Linked DNA regions of Sus scrofa: region 2 is linked to region 1. The links are chromatin contacts, called in public Hi-C maps. All regions are on one chromosome and are shown on one strand. Each heading gives the region's core, a stretch centred on a gene start, on an enhancer-like site or on the middle of the called end of the contact. The rest is flanking DNA. Distances are from core to core; before and after follow the strand shown.

What was found. Hi-C and Micro-C count contacts between places; a contact is called where the count stands out from the background.
Region 2: a contact with region 1 is called in a Hi-C map of epiblast stem cells, with 1.6 times the contacts expected there. The contact joins the promoter of MYO1F here to the promoter of ZNF558 in region 1. A contact is called at or near these places in 3 of 47 Hi-C or Micro-C datasets (embryonic fibroblasts, epiblast stem cells and liver) and 1 of 2 datasets of contacts at active chromatin or transcription factors (alveolar macrophages).

Annotation. Positions count from the first base shown.
Region 1 is chr2:70,603,498-70,606,986 of Sscrofa11.1, reverse strand. ZNF558 (zinc finger protein 558) reads left to right here and starts at 1,541. Exons shown (of 8, transcript XM_003123168.4): 1 at 1,541-1,797; 2 at 2,633-2,717.
Region 2 is chr2:70,751,560-70,755,048 of Sscrofa11.1, reverse strand. MYO1F (unconventional myosin-If) reads right to left here and starts at 1,906. Exons shown (of 27, transcript XR_002341669.1): 1 at 1,727-1,906. It overlaps LOC106507295 (a long non-coding RNA gene), which reads left to right and starts at 1,994. Exons shown (of 3, transcript XR_001303179.2): 1 at 1,994-2,816.

The sequences.
Region 1 (3,489 bases), core at 292-2,791:
AATGATATCTACTGACAACTTGAATGAAATATGAACATGTTCCAAAACGCTGCCATCAATTTCTTCATTTGTGAAATGGAGACAGATAATAGCAACTTCCCTATGGATTGCTGTGAAAATATTCATAAAATGCTTGTTACTAGGAACTGTGGAAAGTAATATCCTATTCATTTTTCCATCAGCGTGATTATAGGATTTTTTCTAAATGGTTGAAATCTGTGGTTCTCAAAATACATTCTATTTTTGCAAAGTGAACCTTTTTAAAAGTTTTTCCTAGAGTTTGATAATCCCTTTAAAATATAAATTCAGGTTTCTGTGTGTGTGTGTCTATACATATAAAACTCAAATAATACCTTATGCCTTCTGAAAAGCTACATCCCCCAGTCCTTACTGTGACCCCCCACAAAAAACTTTGTTTTCCGTAACTCTGTATTTCTAAATTAGCTACTTATATATTTTTCAGCTTTTTTTTGTTTTCTTCTCCGAAAAATATGGGTATATAGTTCTCTTATTATCTTAAACCATAATTCTCCTTGCATAATATAATTATATAATAAATTAGGATAAGTCAAAAGTCAATGTCTATTGTTTTATTATCTAAATATTTATCATTTTGTGATATATGAATCTGATCTAGATGCATCGTGTAGGATATTATGAATACATTCTCTTTCTCATTTTTTCTTTGGATGTTCAAACCGATAAATTCTCATTTCTTTGTTTTATTCCTATCAATTAATCACTGGTCCATCTCCCTCCAGCATAGATTTAAATCTCTTTTCAGTAGATTCAGATGCATGAGACAATTCATCAGATTTTAGTTTCTGCGTGGGACCATCCTTCTTCGGCTTGTATACACACACACACACACACACACACACACACACTTACTTGACCTATCTGGAAGGATAAAGGAGAAAATGATGTTTATCTCCAGACAAAAAAGGACTGGGAGATATGGGAGTGAGAATAGTACCACTGTTTGAAGATTTCCTGTATGTTTCTATGACCTAGCCCTTCCCCCGCCCCCAATATTAATAGCGTTAGATTCCCTAACTGGCTTGGGACAGCAAGTCAAAGAGAAATGTGCATATATGATCCAATTAAAAAAATTAAGAACTGCACTCAAGCACAAAAGTAAAAATCTTGAATATGCGCATGTTGTTTTACTGCACTGTGTGAGGCTCCGCAAGTAGGAAGGATTGAAGAAAAGTTGTTTCAGCGTTCATATATTTGTACAGCCTGGGGAATCCGTGGAAAGTCCCGCCTTCAAGGGGCTGTTTTTCTCCCACACTCCTCCTGCACTGCCAACCCAGCCCCAACCCGCCTTACACCGGCCCTCGGAATTGGTCTCCACCTACCTTCAGGCTAGGAGACTAGTAACCGTCCGCAAGATCCGCAAGATCCGGTGCCGCCCTCAGTCCGGTTCCGAAATGGGTGTCCGCCCACAACCCTGCCCTCCAGGCTTGGTTCCGCCCACAAGCTGGTACACGCCCACAGCCGCCCCCTTAAAACGGATCTCAGGCCCTGGTGCTGACCCAGCCCACCGCCCACCACTATGCGAGCGAGAGCCCTTCTTCTGAGGCTAGGGTGCGAGGCTGCCGGCCCTTCTGCAGCCTCAAACCGCAGCCCCTCAGTGTCCCCCCGCTTGGGGGCGGCTAGACACCGGAAACTGGAGCTTTTGGCTGCCAGCCCGAGACCGGAAGCGGAAGCGCGGGGTGTTGGTGAGGAAGGAGTTGCGGGGTGGTTTGCTGCGTGCTGTGTACTGTCTTCTCCGCGGGGAACGGGATTCATGTGGTATGTTCGACCTATGAGAGGGGCAGTACTCTGTGCGCGGCGGGCAGGCCTGAGGCTATCGTAGGAGTTTAGGGAAGGGCATAGGCCTGGGGCACTCCAGTCACGGGCTCTGGCGTTCCTCTCTTTCCCGAGAGCCGCGTTTCCACCCGTGGGGCCTCAAGTTGCCTCTGGTCAGCCCGTAGCTTCCGTTTCCTCCTAGCTCTGGGCGCCGCTGTCACCCCTTCCGGAGAATTCTTCCGTCCATCCTCTTCAACATCTTTCCCGAATGTGATTTTTGCTCCCCTAGGGGACTTTTATTAATCACGTCTGGAAGCATTGTTTTGGTTGTTATAAATGGGAGGGGCTGCTGCTGTCATCTAGTGGGTGTAGGCCAGGGTCCTGCTGGACATCCTACAATGCACTGAACAGCCCCCATGACAAAGCATTATAAATAGTGCCGAGGTTTGGAAACCCCGCTCTAGGGTCTCAGAAATCTTCAAAGCCCTGAATGAACTTAAAAGGTTAGTTGAGTCACTTTTAGCGCCCCTGAGTGACAAGCCGTGTTAGAAGTGCGTAGAGTCACCAAAAAATTTCTATCTAGCCAAATGGGTTGAGCAAGGCAAATGCACAGCACATGAAGCTTTCTTACACTTGAGGAGCAGATGGCTGGATAGGGATCAGGAAAACCAGTCATAGCCAACAGTTACACGTTACATAAGTACAGTAAATCCAAAAAGGAAAAGTGATTGGTATGGCCTTTCCATCCAGCAACTGTATTACACCCTATAATACAGGCTTCTTATAAAGGGCCTCAAAAAGAATTTTTGTCCCCTGTTTCTTTTTTTTCCCGCCACAGACAAAACGTCTCTGTTCATGCTTGACTTGAAACTAGCCTCAAGCTTCACATGTCCTCACTGATCTGTGGATTTCTGTATGACCAGGTGAGTATCATGTGAACTTGTAGCAACAGATTCCAGCAGCCTCAGCTGTGCAGAAGTGCTAATAGGCCCTACTGTGGGCTCAGATTGTAAACACAAGGAGTCGCTGAGAGGGAGAGTATCTTAAAAACATTTATTTATATTTGATGGATTATATTCAAGGAAAAGATAGTAAGGTGTGTGGTTATGTGTGTGTAAAAAATTAAGTAAATACAGTTATGTGCAGGTAAATACACATTAAACATGTAAACAACTGTAAGTGTAATGGAAATATAGATTTATTTGCATTCCATAGTACTAAAAATTGTAGGATTTTATATATAAGTGTAAACTTATTATGTGTGCGTGTAATAGTATAAGCCATCCCACTGAAGACTAGCAGAACTACTCAGCAACATTTCTCAGGACTGCTACCATTTGAATTCAAAAACTCCTTTAAATCCTCCACAAAGATTCAAAATATGGGGTACTGAGGGAAAAAATAACTTGAACTTATTTATATTTGCAACAGAATTTTTTTTTTTTTTTGTCTTTTGTTTGTTTAGGGCCACACCTGCAGCATATGGAGGTTCCCAGGCTAGGGGTCGAATCAGAGCTGTAGCTGCCAGCATACACCACAGCCATAGCAATGGGGGATCCGAGCTGAATCTCCGACCTGCACCACAGCTCATGGGAATGACGGATCCTTAACCTGCTGAGCGAGGCCAGGGATCAAACCTGAGTCCTCATGGATGCTAGTGGGGTTCGTTAACCACTGAGCCATCACGGGAACTCC
Region 2 (3,489 bases), core at 657-3,156, 150 kb before region 1:
GATCAACCCTCCCGCTGAAAATGACCAACAACCACCCACCCACATGCAACACTAGCTGGCACCAAAAGCAGCCACGACCACTGCCAACCCACTCACGAGAAGCGTGGTCACCGCCAACGCGCGACAACAGACAGCAGTGACAACCAGCAGCCCCAACAATCCAGCCACCATCATTCAACAGCCACTCCCCTACCATCACCAAGAATGAGGCACCTCCACCCACCATCACCGCTGACTCCTATGGTGAATGAGCCTCACCCACAGTGGCAGTTACTGTGTATTGTGCCTGTATTACATGCTCCATAAACTACTTTATGAACATGGTTTCACAGAAGCAACATAATTCCTGGCACCCATCACTCTTCCAGGAAGATGTCAGCATCCTTAAACAGGGGCATTGGCCTCAGGGATGAATTCCACTTTTTTTCCCCCCTCCATAATCCTCTTGGGTGAATTTCTCCCTTCTCAGACCTGGCCAAGCAAATTGTTGACTAAGCATTTCACATGGTTTCCTTGGGAGGGGCTGCTTTTCTCTTGAGCAGCAAGTCATTTTCTGTATTCCTTTGATCAAGGAGTCTTCCTGGTTTGGCTCTGTCTTGGAAGGGTCCCCATCCCAAGAGCACAGCTCTAGCTGCTTTTTTATTTATTTTTATTTTTTATATTTTTTGTGAATTAACCAGAGGGTCCTTGGCTAGCAATGCCCAGCTTATTCCTGGCTTTCTGAACTAAGACGTTATCTCTCAGGCTAATGCAATCCCACGCTCCACCTTGGTCAGCTACCTGCTGCAACCACCAGGAACACTTCAGGTGTCACCACTGGCTCTGTGACTGTCCCAGCCACAGGCCCTCATTGACGAATGACAAAAAATGAAAGCTGAAGTGCTTGCAGATGCATGGAGCAGTGGGCGCCATATTTGCAGCCAGCCCAGGCTCCCTCTTGATGTGTGTGAGACCATGCCACTGTGTCTAGACCCATGATCATGACAGTCTCCCCAACCTTGTTGCCACAGTCATCATGAGACCTCAGCCTCACCAGATGGCAGCACCTCTGGCTGCAGTGTCTTCCCTGCCCCCCTGCCACAGAAGGGTACCCCTGGCTGTGTGGATGCGCTGTGTCTCACCATCTTCTGCTTCTGTGATTGCGACAGCCAGACCACCCTGTCACCCCCATGGGTGTGCTGTCACCATCACTGCAAACCACTGTCCATTTGAGCCAGCTTCCCCTCCCAGCTGTAGACTCAGAGTGGCTGAACCCAGGACCCTATGAATGTCCCAGGGGAGAGGTCCCCCCAACCCCTTCCACATCCTGACAGATTTCCAAATATGACACATATGGGAACTGAAGCCCACAGAGGGGAAGTGACTTACCTAAGGCCCCACAGGGAGATGAGGCAGCAAACTGGGCTGGGAACAGGGCTCCCTGAGCCCCAGGAAAGGGGTCTGTCCCTGTCCCCGAGGCACTGTGATCCCTCAAGACCACTTTCTGTCCTCCGGCTACTACTACTCTATACTTGGTGGCCCATCCCCACTCTGGCATCCTCTTCACCCATCAGGTGGGAGTTTGGTCTCTGGTGAGGGATGCTGGGAGCACCAGAGCTGCACTGTCGGCCCCCAAAGGGTCTGCTGTGCCCAGTTCCATTACCCCGTTCTGATGGTGGCCTCTAGGTGCCTCCACCTGGCTGAGGTCCCCCACCCCTGCACTTCACGGCCACCCTGAGGGACTTACCATGATGGGGGTTGATGTCTGGGCCCCTGTGGGGGAGTGCCTGAATGGGTGGTGGCCGGGGAGCAGGCTCAGGAAGTTCCGGGGGGCGGCTGGGGCATGGCCCTGCTCCTGCTCCTTCAGCGGACTCCCAGCCCTAGTTCCTCTTACAACAGCCCCCTTCTTACTTCCTTTGGCGGGAGGGGCCCGCGGCTACAGGGGAGGGAAGCTGGGCCCGGGGGCGGGGAGAGAACCCAGACGGGGCCGAGGGAGCTGGTGGTTTGGAGCTCTGAGCCTGAAGAGAGAGATTAAGGATGGATGGCACCCGCTACCAGACCCCAGAAAGCCGCTTCTCAGACTCCTCCGGGATGCAGGTACAGCAAACAGCACGCAGGTCTGCAGGACTGACTGCGCTCTTCTGGGCTACTCAGGTCTCTTCGAAACCACTTCAGACGTGCGTCTGCTCTGGGCATCGCAAACTCCCACTTCCAGAATCTTTTTGGCAGGTCCTTCCTCCCTAAGGGACCTTGGGGAGCCATGTGTGTTTTTGTTCGGGGAAGGGCAGCGGGAGTGGAGGGTACCAAGAGCAAGGGGCTCACATTTGGAATTAATGACCCCCAGCTCTGCCGCTTCCGGGATCTCACCATCTTCTTATCGTAAAACAGCTGTGGAGGGCCCTCGTGGCACACATGGGATCCATTAGGTGCTGGCCCACCTGATCTTTGGGAGACCAGTAGGCTGTGTCCTGGACTCTTCACGTTTGAGGAAATGGCAGTTCCGAGAGGTTGTCATCTCCCGGTGCCACACGGCGAGGAGGTGGGGGGGGGGGGCAGAAGCTGACCCTGGCAGGGATCCCTGCGGACGGAGGACAGAGATCCCGGCGGCACACAGCATCCCGCCTGGAGGTTGGCACACCATGGCGCCCCCTAGTGGCCACGTCTGGGGAGGAGTCCGTTTCTGCCTGGATCTCCTGGGCAAGTTTGCTCAACCGACTTGGGTGGGGGACTGCAAACCTCAGCAATACCTTCAGGGACTAGTCGGAAGGACCCCCATCTTGCTGGGGGCGTCAGGGGAGGCTTCTCGAAGAAAGCGATATTGGTGCTGAGACTGCAGGGTGAGTTGGAACTAACCAGGTGAAGAGGAAAGGGGAGGGTACACCTGGTGGAGGAAAGGGTTCTAGCAAAGGCCCAGAGATGGGAAGATGGTGGGGAGACTGAGGAACTTCCAGGAGGCCAGTGTGGGCTGGAGCTCCCCGAGTGACGGGCAGGGTGGTGGCTGGGATTGTAGACGCCAGATTGTGTTGCTTTTGAGAGCCTTTGTGAGAAGCTGTACTTTTGACCTAAAATCACTGGGCTCTAGTGTGTGTTGGTAAAAGCCCCCTTTGGGCTGCTGGGGATGCTTCTAAGCTGGGGATGGGGGACAGCTTAATGTGACCCAGATGCATTGACACCCACCCACACGCACACATGGAAATCTACACAAGAAAGAACTTTATTGATGTAGGGCTTCCTGGCGAGGGGTGTGTGGGCCCCAGGGCAGGGCCTGTAGCACCATGATGGGGGTGGCCTGGGTGTTCTGGATGACGGGGTCCCCCTGGGGCAGGCAGGGCAGGGCATGGGGTGGATCTTCCCAGCTCTGCCTCTCCCCTGTAGCTAGTCTGGTTGGGGAAGGGTGACAGGGAGATGGTGCTAATCCCCTCCCCTATAGCGGACATAGACTACCCCCCCCCAGCTCAGAGTGGAGGATTAGGACAGTGCTGGGGGGGGGGCAGGGCACCGGCTGACCCC